2 separate regions of the Oryctolagus cuniculus genome follow, and region 2 is linked to region 1. Evidence: chromatin contacts called from public Hi-C data. All regions are on one chromosome and are shown on one strand. Each heading gives the region's core, a stretch centred on a gene start, on an enhancer-like site or on the middle of the called end of the contact. The rest is flanking DNA. Distances are from core to core; before and after follow the strand shown.

Region 1 (6,368 bases), core at 1,930-4,429:
GCATCAGCGAATTCACAAAATTCCTTATCCAAATATACGTGGCACTTGGTTACATCTGTGAAGCCTCACTTCAAGTGAATCTGCCATCTCTAGTTGAGTCTTAAAAATGCTTGGTATCTCATGGACACACAGTCACCTTGGAGAGCTGTCCATACTTGAAAAGTGAAAGGCAGCCCTCTGAGTACACAGTGTATGCTTGTCCTCCTGAGGTTCACAGACTGTCAGACGATGAATGTTTAAATCTCAGAAGACCTCCCTGTGTGAATTGCAAAGTCACCATCATGGAAATACTGATAAATTTTTAAAATCTACCTTTCCAGCTTCGCATAAGGATCAGAAGCTCTGACAACCCTGGGGTCTGTTTCTCCCTCACAGTGCTCGGCTAGAGCCAAGTAGTAGCCCTTGCCTGGGCTGTGTCTGTAATTCACCCCAGTCCTCACCACTCCCTACTGCCTATGTATCCCCTGTAGCATTGCATCCCTGCTCCACCCAAGCTTTTGATAATGAAGCACTGATTTACAGCCCTCCTCTGGCAGAATTCCTCCCACCCCTCCCCCACCACCTGCCCTTTCTCTCTTCAGTTCCTTAAACTCAGTGAGTGACTCTGGTCCCCTGTCTGTTGACATGCCTCTGCCTCGTGGGGTGCAGGCGGAACCCCTGCCCTGCCCGACCCTCGCTACCACACGTATGGGCGCACGTCTGCTGCTGCCGTGAGCTCAAAGCTGCTTCAGGCCCGGGTGATGAGCAGCAGCAACCCAGACCTGGCCGGGACACACTCCGCGGCGGACGAGGAAGTTAAGAACATCATGTCTTCAAAGGTAGGGAGGCCGTCAGACCCTGCAGGTGACCAGGGCTTTTGTTGTGTTTTGTTTCTAGTTGACACACGATAATTGTACACAGTTACGGAGTACAGGGTGACGTTTCAGTCGTCTTATGTATCTTGTGGGCATCAAAGGAGAGAGTGAGCGTATCTGTCACCTCATACATCTGTCATCTCTTAGTAGTGAGAATACTGAGTCCTCTCTTCCCCCTATTTGGAAATTCTCAGTAAAACATTGTTAACTATAGTCAACCTGTACAAGAGAACAGCAGCTCATTCCTCTACCTGTCATTTTGTAAAGGCTGTTTAACTAAAACTGAATTCGTATTTTGTAGAGTGTCTTTCACTTGAAATTTTAGTTATGATAAAATTACCCATTTTAAAGCATATGATCAGTATTTTTTAGAATATTCACAAAGCTACCATGAATTCTTAATCCGAATTTTGCCCCTGTTATCTATGGCCCAGGGTGGCTAAGCTAGTAGAGTAATATCATTTGTGCTTATTCTGATAAATCAAAATCTCCAGGCCTAGTGCATTTTTCCTTTCGCATTCCACCCACGTGAGACAGCGTGGTGTGAGCAAGGGATTCTAGAGAGCAGGGTTAGGGTTTGGGCTTGGTGCTGATGGAGCCGCCAGCCACGTGGGCACCGGCAAGTCATTTACCTGCCCTCAGCCTCACGTCTTCATTTCCTCAGAGCTTCTGGCCTCTGGCTAAACATAAGAACCACCTATGGGTTTTTAAATTTATTTCTTTATTTTATTTAAAAGGCAGAGAGACAGAGACAGATTGACGTGAAGATTTTCCATACACGATTTCAGTCCCCAGATGCCTGCAACACACAGGGCTGGGCCAAGTAAAAGCCAGGAGCCTAGAACTCTATCTGGGTCTCCCATATGGGTGGCAGGGACCCAAGTTCCAAAGCCATCATCTGCTAACACCCAGGGCATGCACGGGCAGGACGCTGGAACTGGGGACAGAGCTGGGGCTCAACCCCAGGCACTCTGAAACGGGATGCAGTCATCAGTGGCATCCTCATAATACACCAATGCCCACCGCACATGGATCTTTGGCAAGCATTGGGTCTGCCTCCAGAGATTCTGCGGTCTGTCTGCAGGCTGAACCGTGTGAAACTCTAGACGTTCTACCCTTCTTGACCTACAAATGTCAACCCAATGACAGGCTGAAGCTGGTCCTGAAAACTGACTGCTCAGTTTGAAGGAATTGCCTGAGTTAGTTGTGAAATAGATGCTACTAAAAAGTAAATTATATAAACTCACAGTTAAATAAGTGATATTAAAAAGTAAATAAAATCTAAATGTAATGTGGTAGCCTGGGCTGTATCCTGCAACAGAAGTAGGATGTTAGTGGTAAAAACAGTAAGGGGGCTGGTACTGTGGCACAGCAGGTTAAAGCCACTGCCTGCAGTGCCGGCATCCCATATGGGTGCTGGTTTGAGTCCTGGCTGCTCCACTTCCGTTCCAGCTCTCTGATATGGCCTGGGAAAGCAGTATAAGATGGCCCAACTTTTTGTGCCCCTGTACCCATGTGGGAGACCCGGAAGAAACTCTTGGCTCCTGGCTCCTGGCTTCGGATCAGCTCAGCTCTGGTCATTGAGGTCATTTGGAGACTGAACCAGTGGAATGGAAGATCTCTCTCTCTCTCTCTCTCTCTCTCTCTCTCTCTCTGCCTCTCTCTGTAACTCTGTCTTTCAAATAAATAAAATAATTCTTAAAAAAAAAGTGATAACCAAAGAGCCTCTGATTTAGTTACAGAATGTACAGATGTGAATATCTTAGTTTTATGTACCATACTCTGTGAGATATGAAAATTAATGGAGATGGGGTAAAGAGTACACAGAACACTCTGTACTACTCTTGCAATTTGTAACCTTCCTTGTTATTTTATGACTTTTTGCTATCAGCCATATCCTTGAGTTCTTTATGTTTATTGTGTCTGCACAATGCTGTGTATCAGCTTTCATGTTTCTTCCAAACTGTGTACATCCATGACATCATGTGTGTAAATACAAATCACCCGTCATGGAAATATGAACAACACAAAAATTGGTAGCTGCCACAGATTGTCCCCTCCCTGGAGAGCTGGCTTGCTAGCACGTTGTGGTATCATGTGCTGATTGCCCAGGGGAGAAGTGACCCGCAGAGACTGCTGACAGTCTGCGTCTTGATGATTTCATTTGAGTGCAGTGAAAGTATTTCTGTGTAGACTTGGTTAGCAACTTCCTAATTAGTCTACGGCAAGGGGAGAAAATGTTGCCCAATCAAAAGAATGAAGTTTAGCCTTTCCTTTCAAAAATGGTTTCTGACACTGTATGAGTGTTGGGGAGACTGAGTACTTTCCACACTGAACCACAGAGAGGCACTGTTCCCACACCGTTTTTATGTTCTCCCACTAAAGCCAGAGACTAGAAAATTGAAAGAACTTCAGCACTGCCTGATTCTTGGGAGCCTTGGAATTGGGCATAACTTTACCTTGCTTTGCTTTGTACAGGGTACTTTTAAATGTTTGTGGGAAAATGGAATGAATGCAAAGACAATGAATATTTTACATTAATTTTTTGAAGCTCCTTGTATTTTGATGACAAAAATTTTGAAATTCATGCAGTTTTCCATAAATTTTTTGAAGACCCTACTATTTATGTATAGCAACTATTTTACCTTTGTTACTTGAGGGGGTGGGAAACAATAGACTAAACATGAATTCCGAGGTTACATTTCAGGGCAATTGGTTCATCCTACTGGGGTACCACTGTCGGCTGACTGCTGAGTCATGGTCTGTGTTTCAGATTGGTGACCGCAACTGCAACCGGATGTCGTACTATTGCTCTGGCAATAATGATGTTCCAAGTTCTCCTGCAGCCCCAAGACCTGCCAGCAAAAAGGTACCACGGAGGGCAGGGTAAAGATGACCACAGAATAGGAAAGGATCCACTTGTGCCCTAGTGCTCTGACTGAAAGTAGACACCATCAAAGTGTTCTCAGGCCCTGCCAGCACACACACACACACACACAGACACATACACACATCACACAAACACATACATCACACACATACCACATCATACACCACACACACATCACACACTACACATGCATCATACACATCACACATGACATACACCGCACATGACACATATGCACATCACATTTCACACAAACACATATCACATAATACACATCACACACTACACAGACATCACACACACACACACACACACACACACATCACAGTTTCATGGCCCTGTCCTTCACCCATTTTTTTGGATCACCTAACTGCCTAACTCTATGATTCTCCAACTTTTCCATGCATGGGAATTAGCCAGAAAGCTTGTGAAACCTTATTGCTGGATCCTACCTCTAGATTTCTGTTCAATATAAGGGTCTTAAAATTCATGGAGAATGAAATTAAAAAATAAGTTCATTTTGGTGTACGAAAGCTTTGAAATCCATGCATACGTGAAGTCTTCAAAAAATTCATGAAAAATGTGTTTCATGAAAAAAATAGGAATGGATTTCAAAAATTTTTTCACCAAAATAAACTTTTAATTCCATTTTTCCATGAACTTCTGAAGTACCTTTGTAGATCTGAACTGGAGCCCAAGAAGTACAAATTGCATATCCGACAAGTTCCCAACTGACGCTGGCCCAGGGCCCACACTTTGGAAGCTACTGTATAAACCTAATTTTTAGTGGAAGGTGAATGTAGACAATGCCTTTGACAAAAGTGAAAGGCCAATAATGAGTCATCATTTATTTCAGTACTATATAATTTAGTATAAAATGCTTTCTGCATTCTCCATAATCTGTATCCCCGTGAGTTTGGAAACTCACTTAAGCTGTAGAAATCCTTAACAACAAAATTCTCCAATCAGAGTGACAGCTGGTGTAATCTAAGGAATGGGGGGAAAAAGCTGTCCGTCCCAAGTTTTCTCCTCTGTTAGGCACCAAGATTCTCTCCTTTATAGTAGTCTTGAGACCCTGATTAGAATGTTAATTGCAAAGATTCCCACAGGAAGCAGCAGCTAACCCTGCAGGGAGATGTTTATGAAGCAGGCAAGGAGGGAATGAGCTTTCTGCAGTCAGCCTCTGGACTGGAGGGAAAGATCCCACCTGGGATGCCATGCCAGGGCCTGGCTCTGTAGACTTTGCTGTAATCCGGGCACCATATGTTGGGAGAGGGAACAGGGGTAATGAATAAAAGGAAAAGTGGAACAAGACCTGGTTAGGCTTAAAGTTGTCACTTACTCTGAAGTTTTACACTGGGCTGTCACAGCCCCTTTGCAGTGACTGGTTACAAGGACCATTCTCCTGCTTAAAATGAGTATTTGCCTGCAGCCTCACTTTCTTATGCCATGTCCTGTTTGATTTTGCAATTACCTTGTTTTGACCTGAAATGACCAGAAGAGAATTGCTTCTTTTCACAGCGAAGTTGAGCCTGTAGGTTTCCATAATAGCTCAGCAAACACAGTTTGCTGCTTGGCTATTTCATATAACCCTCAGAGCAAGGTGTTCTCGTAACAGTGCTGCCCAGTAAGCGGCATAAATTACTTTAAGAAGCAGCTTATCCTGGTCTAATCTCCTCTTGCCAGAAGAGCCTGGCAGTCGGACTGACCTATTTCCAGAGGCTCCCTTGGAAGCTGGTGGAGTGCGTCTCTCGTACCATGGATAACTTGGCGATGCAGCCGAGTTACATCATGTGCACGGACAGACCACCATGCTCACGCCTCCCCCTGATGGCAGAGCGTCAGCCAAGGCCCTCAACAGCAAACCAGCATGCTGATTTCAGTGTGGCTACCCTGACGGAAGGAAATCAATCGACTGTTAGACTGCGGCGCCTATGCCTTCTCCCTTTGTCCCCATGAACCGACCAGCGCTGCACTTAGAACACAGACATCTGCACAGAGTATCCGTCTGTCTCCTTTTAGTTTGGCTAAAATTTGCACATGGGTCAGACGGAGTAAATGGAGCTGCTTGTGTGCATTTTTCTGTGGGTGACAGAAAGGGCTGTGGGGAGCAATCCTTGTCATAATCAATTTTTATGTTAGAGATTGACTTTAAGACCTAACTTCCTCATAAGGATAGGATATTAGTGTGTTCAAATAGTTATAGCTTTCTTAACCACTGAATACTAAAAACGAGTTCATCTGCATTTATTCTAGGTTTTGGGGGCATAAGATGAATCAAAGCTATGGGACATTCCTGGACATCACTGTTGCCTTCGGTTAAGCAGCCCACGAGTTTGTCCAGGGCTGAGAGGGTCCCCAGGATGCAGGGCTTTGCATTTTAAGACCAGGACAGTGTTGGGCAAATGGAGATGAGTTGGTCCCCCTACCTTTATCTTGAGCTTCCTTCTCATCAGAACTGTTGTGAAGAATGTTCTGAAGTAGCTGAGTAATTCGGAGAATGGCAGAGGTGAGAAAGGTACCATCTGCTGTGTTTGCTGTTAAGCAAACTCGAAGGAAAGTGAACAGAGAGAGCCAGATGCCTTTCAGACATCTGTCCTTGGGACACAGATGTTGGAGTTCAG
Region 2 (6,931 bases), core at 4,215-6,714, 230 kb after region 1:
ATATCTTTTTAATAGGAAAAAATTGTATATCCTCTTAAAGATGTAAAAAATAATTTAAAAAAATCTATTGGCCAATTAGAAATTTTATTTTTGTTTTTATTGGTTTGGGAAGCGAGAGGAACATATAGAGGGAGGACTTCTGTCCAAATTCCCGAAAAGGCCTGGGCTGGACCAGGCTGAAACCAGGAGCCTGGAACTCAGTCCAGATCTCCCATGTGCACGACAGGGACGCAAGTCTTTGAGCCATTACCTGCTGCCTTCTAGGTGCACATTAGCAGGAAGCTGGAATCCAGAGCAGAGCTGGGACCTCTGACCCAGGTACTCCAGCATGCCACATGAGTGTCCCAGCAGCCGCGGCCACTCCTGGCTGACGTTTTAAATAATGGTCAAGCCACTGCTTGGCCACCTGCATCCCGTGTCTGAGTGTCTGGGCTCATGTCCCAGCTTCCTGTTAATGCACACCTTGGGAAGGTGGCAATTCGTGGCTCAAGTACACGGGTCGCTGCCACCTACCTGGGAGACCTGGATGGAGTCCTGAGCTGCTGACTGCAGCGTGGCCTAGTCCTGGCTGCTGTAGCAATTGTTGAGAGAACCAGTGGATGTATAAACTTAATTTTGAAAAAAGTATTTGCTGGCCTATATAGAAACATTTAGCTTTGGTGCGTGTGGGGTGAAGATGGTTAGCTTGAGGACATGTGCATGTGGGAACCGTGGAGGCAGTTGAGGGTGAGCTCCATCTGCACCCCTTACATCAGGAATAATGCAGTCATCACCCAGGCCGATTGGGTCATTCTGTCTGTCATCAAGCCAAGGGCATAAACAGAACTGAAAGCTTGTTCCCAAAGATTGTCAGTTACTAGGGTGTGGCTGGTGAACCACACCTGAGAAGCTACCTAGATGAAGCCAACTCATAAAGTTGCTTAAGAGTCTCCACCCCAGTTGATAGTCCACATTGCATCCAAGGGAGGTGAACCAAGCCAGTGTCACGACTTCCAGTGGGATAAGGCAGTGCTGATATGCATAACAGACGCATTCATCCGCGTTGTTTCAATGCAGCACTTTCTTGGATGGAAGCATGGGAAATGACACACGAGCGCGCACTCACGCCTCTTGTTAGCTCTTGGGTCACTGCTGGCCGCCTACTCTCTTCCTTGCCCAGTTACTCTTTGGGACTTGAGCCCTTGTTGGATCTTGGATGAAAATCCGCAAGCTCTGAGAACCCAAAGAGAAGAAAATTTGACCTGTGGCCCTTTAGACAGCTGATTAGAAAAAGAAAAAAAGCAAAGACCATTCACATAGTGGTATCATTCACCCTGTTACTGCACAGATAATCGTACTGCTGTTTTTATGGTGCTACCACAGTACTTGTTTAGGACACATTTGATTAGTTTGCTCGTGAGTTAAATGAATTTGTCAGGTGTTTGTGGTGTTTTTTTTTTTTTTTTTTTTTTTTGGACAGGCAGAGTGGATAGTGAGAGAGACAGAGAGAAAGGTCTTCCTTTGCTGTTGGTTCACCCTCCAATGGCCACTGTGGCCGGTGCACCTTGCCTATCCAAAGGCAGGGTGCCAGGTGCTTCTCCTGGTCTCCCATGGGGTGCAGGGTCCAAGCACTTGGGCCATCCTCCACTGTACTCCCTGGCCACAGCAGAGAGCTGGCCTGGAAGAGGGGCAACCGGGACAGAATCCGGCGCCCTGACCAGGACTAGAACCCGGTGTGCCGGCGCCGCAAGGCGGAGGATTAGCTTACTGAGCCGTGGCGCCGGCCTAATTTGTCAGTTCTTTGGGAATTACTTAAACTTAAAATAAGCTCAATAGATACTAACAAATTAAGCCTTTTAATCCATAGCAGTTCTTTTGTTTTATTCATTGAACATCAATAAAATAGAAAGCTGATGCAAGAATTTCAGTAAAGTTAATTCTAAATAAAGAGGAGATATTCTAGTTTGATCAGTATTTCAGTTGGGAACTATGGCAAAATTAATTTTCCTTAGACCACTGATTAGCAAGTAATTTATATTAAGGAAAATCAACACATTTCCATATTATCTATAAGTACTCCCACTTTATTATAGCAGATGTTTTTTATTTTATATATTTAGTTAATATTTTCTTCATGTGGCTTGATTTTTACTTGGAGCGCTGCTTTTACTTCAGTGTAAGGGCTTTCCACTCACTACAGAGCTTCTGCAGCTGTAGTTCATATTTAATCACATCAGTGTACCGTAGTCATAGTCCATAAACTGTCTTCCTAACGTGAAAAAGGCAGACTGGTGTACTTCTTTGCCAGTTTAGGCATCATTGCAGTGAAATCTTCAAACCATAATAGCTTAACTCCTTGCAATAAATTCACAAGAATAATTAGACATGTGTTTATATTTTAAACTCTTAAAATATGAAAGTAGTACACAGCTATTCTAAATTAACATAGCATAGCAGTTTTAAAGTTAAAAATATTTTTGCCAGACCTCAGTTCCTCTTCCCATAGTCATGGTGAACCTGTAAGCAAATGTTGAGGAGGAAAAATGTGGTTATGATGAGTGGAGTGCAATGGAAGAGATGACTGTGAACTACGGAGTTAATAAAATAGAGTTCTGGGGTAGTAGCGTGAATTTAAAAATGCTATACAACTGTTCCTTCTCTGGACAAGATGTAGGGGTGTTGCTTTAATTTAGTACCGGGTTTGACAAAGTACAGTCTCCGGTGTCAGTGATGTTGAGTGAGGTCCATGCCCCTGGACACTGATCTAGAGGTGGCTGGAGGTGACAGGCCCCAGCTTTCTGGAGTGTACAGTCACTGAAGAGTCCTTGGAGATAAGAGAGGACTTGTATATTCCAGGCCCTGGATGTACAACTAGTGGATGAAAGCCGGGCAGATAAATTGAGACGGTTTCTAGCTTGTGTCGCTGTGACCTGAGTCTTCGAGATTTGATTTCATCTTCTAGATCCATAGGCAGAAATCAATATGTGGTCTCTGCTTTGTCTGGAAATTGCAGCTTGGCAAAGAGGTGGAGGCCAGTGCCTAAGACTGCTCTTTACAAATGGTTAACTTCTTCCCTGAGCCCATAAAAGAAGGAAAGGGTGTTCTTGCATTTGGCTGTTGTTTTTTTGTTTTTTTTTTTTTTGTTTTTTTTTTTTTTGACAGGCAGAGTGGACAGTGAGAGAGAGAGAGACAGAGAGAAAGGTCTTCCTTTGCCGTTGGTTCACCCTCCAATGGCCGCCGCGGCCGGCGCGCTGCGGCTGGCGCACCGCGCTGATCCGATGGCAGGAGCCAGGAGCCAGGTGCTTTTCCTGGTCTCCCATGGGGTGCAGGGCCCAAGCACCTGGGCCATCCTCCACTGCACTCCCTGGCCACAGCAGAGAGCTGGCCTGGAAGAGGGGCAGCCGGGACAGAATCCGGCGCCCCAACCGGGACTAGAACCCGGTGTGCCGGCGCCGCTAGGCGGAGGATTAGCCTAGTGAGCCGCGGCGCCGGCCCTTGTTTTGTTTTTGATTCTTTGGCTCCATGTGTGTTTGCTTCCTTGATTACTCTGGCCTGTTTATATATCTAGGTGACCTTAGCATTGTGCCTGCCAGCCCTGTCTCTATCCCCACTCTGAAGAGACGGTTGGCCTGGCGTGGACGTTGGATCTTTGGAGATGTCACTATCAGCCCTAGTTGCATTGGCTGCCGTCAGGCCAGTCCATAGCCTCCCTAATAAAAACAATAGGCAAACTAAGTGATCTTGTAGTAAGTCACAGACAGTTGTCCAACAAAAGGTCTGCTCACAGGGGCTACTTAATCCTCACTGTCTCTGCATTTGTTTCCGTTTTGAGAAAGTGGGTAACTAGACTTCCTTCCGTGATTCTATTCGGTGTGTGCATGGGAAGAAGTGGAGGCCTCACGAGATGATGGAATGAAAACCAGGAGACCCATGTTCCCCCTCTATTTCCAGACATACCTTAGGGCTTGTAGCCTGCATGAAAGATGAATTCCACACAGAGAAGCCTAAGGAAGTTGTTTCAATTCATTAAAAAAAAATTATTAGGGAGGGAGAGAGGAGTCTCTCCCATCCGCATCTTCCCAAATGTCTACAGCAGTAAGATCTGGGCTGGGGCTGTAGCCAGGAGCTGGGAACTAGATCCAGGTCTCCCACCTGAGTGGCAGGGACCTCGCCATTGAGCCCTTACTGCTGCCTCCCGGGGTCTACATTAGCAGGAAGCTGGAGTTAGGAGCCGGAGCTGGGTGTTTAACACAGGCGCTTCAGTGTGGAATGCAGGCATCTGAACCAGTGTTTATTCTCACAGTTAAAACACTGGCCCCTTTCAAAAGATCTATCTCATTAGATAAGAGGGTATCTAAAATGTGGCACCTTGAATGCCAGTTATTAGATCTTCAGATGATGCTGTCATTCAGTTTTTCAGGCATTTTTTACAGTTTATCTTTCTAGTTATCTTTGTCATTGATAAATCTATTGTGTGCACAAGCCTGTTTTTAAACACATTAGTGTTTTAAAATAAATCTCTTTAATTTGCATAATGAACACACACATTTCCTTTAGTATCTGCCACAAAACCCACACTGAGTTCCTCAGTATACTTTACTAATAGGAATCCGTCAGCTGTGGTGTGTGCACAGAGGCAAGCATTGTGGCTCTCAGGTAGGATTGAGAATGTGATTTTTGCAATCTGTTTTTTTAAAAAATAGCTGATCCTTAGAGATAAGAAAGGGAATTTTGATGCAAAGTTGAGATTTCCTGTGATGAGCTTTTGGCATTGTTACCTGAATACGTACGCAGGCTGACTTTGCAGATAAGCGTGGTGTGTGCAGCTGGTGTTGGAGGGAGAGCCTTAAGGGTTTCAGTCTGGTCGTCCTCATGCCTGTTGCTGTAACTGTGCATATTCTGGCTTGGGACAAACCTTTACATGAAAGCAATCTTGACATTAAAAAAATAAACTTGATAATTTGAAATGCATGAGTCTGCTACCCAGAAACGGGGTGGCATGTAGGAACACTGAGACCGTGGATTTGTGGGATGGAAGTGAAGAAGCAGTGACTCCAGTTGCAGAAACTGCAGGGATTCCAGCCGGCCTTCTTGGGAGTCTATCTGGTACGTCAAGGAAAACAGTGGTTATTAGTGGGTAGTGGCTGTGATGCTGAGGCTAGTTGGAGATCCCAGTCCAGACAGTTCTGCCACTGGGGAGATACTAGATGTACAGAGACCCTAAGAATCACTAAGGCAGGATTCACCTATGCCTGTGATGTTTGCTGTCCATATGCCTGTGGTTACACCATCACAATGCAGCAGATAACACTCAGGTATTTTGTTTGTATGTGCCCAGTCTTGTTTTTTAAAAGAATGTATGATGGCTTTAAAAATCAGTGGGTGAGGGAAGGATTGGGACAGAGGAAAAATAGCAAGAAAGGGACACGTGGAGTGAAACTAAAGATAGCGTGTTCTGTGTCAGGTCTTACAAATACAACGGGAGTGGACCACCAGTTTGGCTCCATACTCCCAGCAGCCAAGACAGAGAAGCGATTCAGTCGGCTGGTAAGTCGGGAAAGCACAAGTCCTCAGCATGCGTGGACAGGTGGGTGAGGCTGTGGGCAGGGCCCTGGTAGCGGGCATGGCTGTCAGTCACTGCTGGAGGCAGAGCAGAGCCATGAGCCTTTGTGGCAAAATAGAATTTGCCTGTGTGTCCCTTTTGTACCAACTGCTGAAGTTTTGCTAATGCTTAAGGGGAATAATCCAGACTAGCAACTTTTTGTTGCTTTTTCCTGTTTCAGAGTAATACTTCAGACTACCTGGATCTGTATATTATGAAAAAATGTAAATGGAGTTCAAGATTTTTTTGTTGAGCACCAAAATAAACTCACACTTAACAATTCCATTTTCCTGTGAACTTTTAAAAATCCGCTGGTAGGCCCGTGAACTCTTCCATGTATGTGACTTTTTCTGGTGTGGAAAGGGCTGTGTTCACTAGATGGCAGCATCAACAGCCTTTTGGAAGTTAACTGCTCATGACAAGAAGGACACTTCATGGAACATGCGGCGTCTCATTCCTGCACTGTCAAAGAGTGTTTTTCCACTTCCTCTTGCCCTTGCATGTGGGCGTTGGGGGAGGTGCTCCCCGCAGCTGCCCCCAGCATCTCTGTGAGGTGCTGGGCTCTGGGGCAGCCAGGAGCGGCCAGCTCCCCAGCCCCTTCTTGTGCTGCTTTTTCTTTGCACCTTCAGACGGGGCAAGAGCCCTTATGAGAGTTGAGGATTGAGGATGCAGCTATGGGATAAGAGTGTCTTGTTAAGGCACAGGCATGCGCTAAGAGAGGATGGTTTTTAGATCCTCAGTGTTCAGATACGGCTTCTAGCATGAACGTGCTGTGATCTTGCAGGAAATGAGCTGGTTTTCCCTAATTGTGTAGAATCTTTCTCCTGTTTCCATCTCTGTGTGTGTATTTTTTTTTTCATCATAATGGCATTCGTTTCACCATGTGTGATTGAATTTTAAGATTTTTTTTAGCATGTGTTTCAAGTAGCACTGGGGAAAAATTCCTCTCTTTTGATTCTCAGTGGCAGTTTCGTATCGGCAGTGTTCTTGGTGCCTGGGAGCAGTGTGCAGCTGTGCTCTGTGCTACAGGTCTGCATCCCTGGTCACTGTTAAATGCCTGGAGTGCTGCTCAGACCGGAGTGCCCAGTAACACGCCCACACACTGCCATGGCAGGGAGCTACTAAGCAGGGCTGAAAGCTGCTGCACTAAAGGCTTGGGTGTCAGTACCAGGGCCTGTGGAATGGAGTGGGTGTGATCTTTGAGTGTTTATATTAATCTGCTTTATAGATTATAAATACCACAGCCTCTGCCTATCACCTTAAACTTCTGTGTGTTTGTACTTATTTATGTATTGTGATTAACACTGTGCAAACACATTTTTACAGAGTAAAAAGTGTACACATTTTATG

What was found. A called contact is a pair of places that touch in the nucleus more often than the background predicts.
Region 2: a contact with region 1 is called in a Hi-C map of an unstated tissue, with 4 times the contacts expected there. The contact joins two enhancer-like sites. A contact is called at or near these places in 2 of 6 Hi-C or Micro-C datasets (ear pinna and an unstated tissue).

The regions. Positions count from the first base shown.
Region 1 is chr1:162,458,887-162,465,254 of mOryCun1.1, forward strand. It overlaps DOCK8 (dedicator of cytokinesis 8), which reads left to right. Exons shown (of 48, transcript XM_008256091.4): 22 at 649-818; 23 at 3,628-3,723. Among named protein-coding and RNA genes, the nearest start is that of KANK1, 120 kb to the right of the region's middle. Within about 2 kb of position 3,180, at least 3 of the 8 cell types and tissues checked have an H3K27ac peak or open chromatin away from gene starts, as enhancers often do.
Region 2 is chr1:162,686,022-162,692,952 of mOryCun1.1, forward strand. All of the region lies in intron 1 of KANK1 (KN motif and ankyrin repeat domains 1), which reads left to right. Among named protein-coding and RNA genes, the nearest start is that of KANK1, 100 kb to the left of the region's middle. Within about 2 kb of position 5,465, at least 1 of the 8 cell types and tissues checked has an H3K27ac peak or open chromatin away from gene starts, as enhancers often do.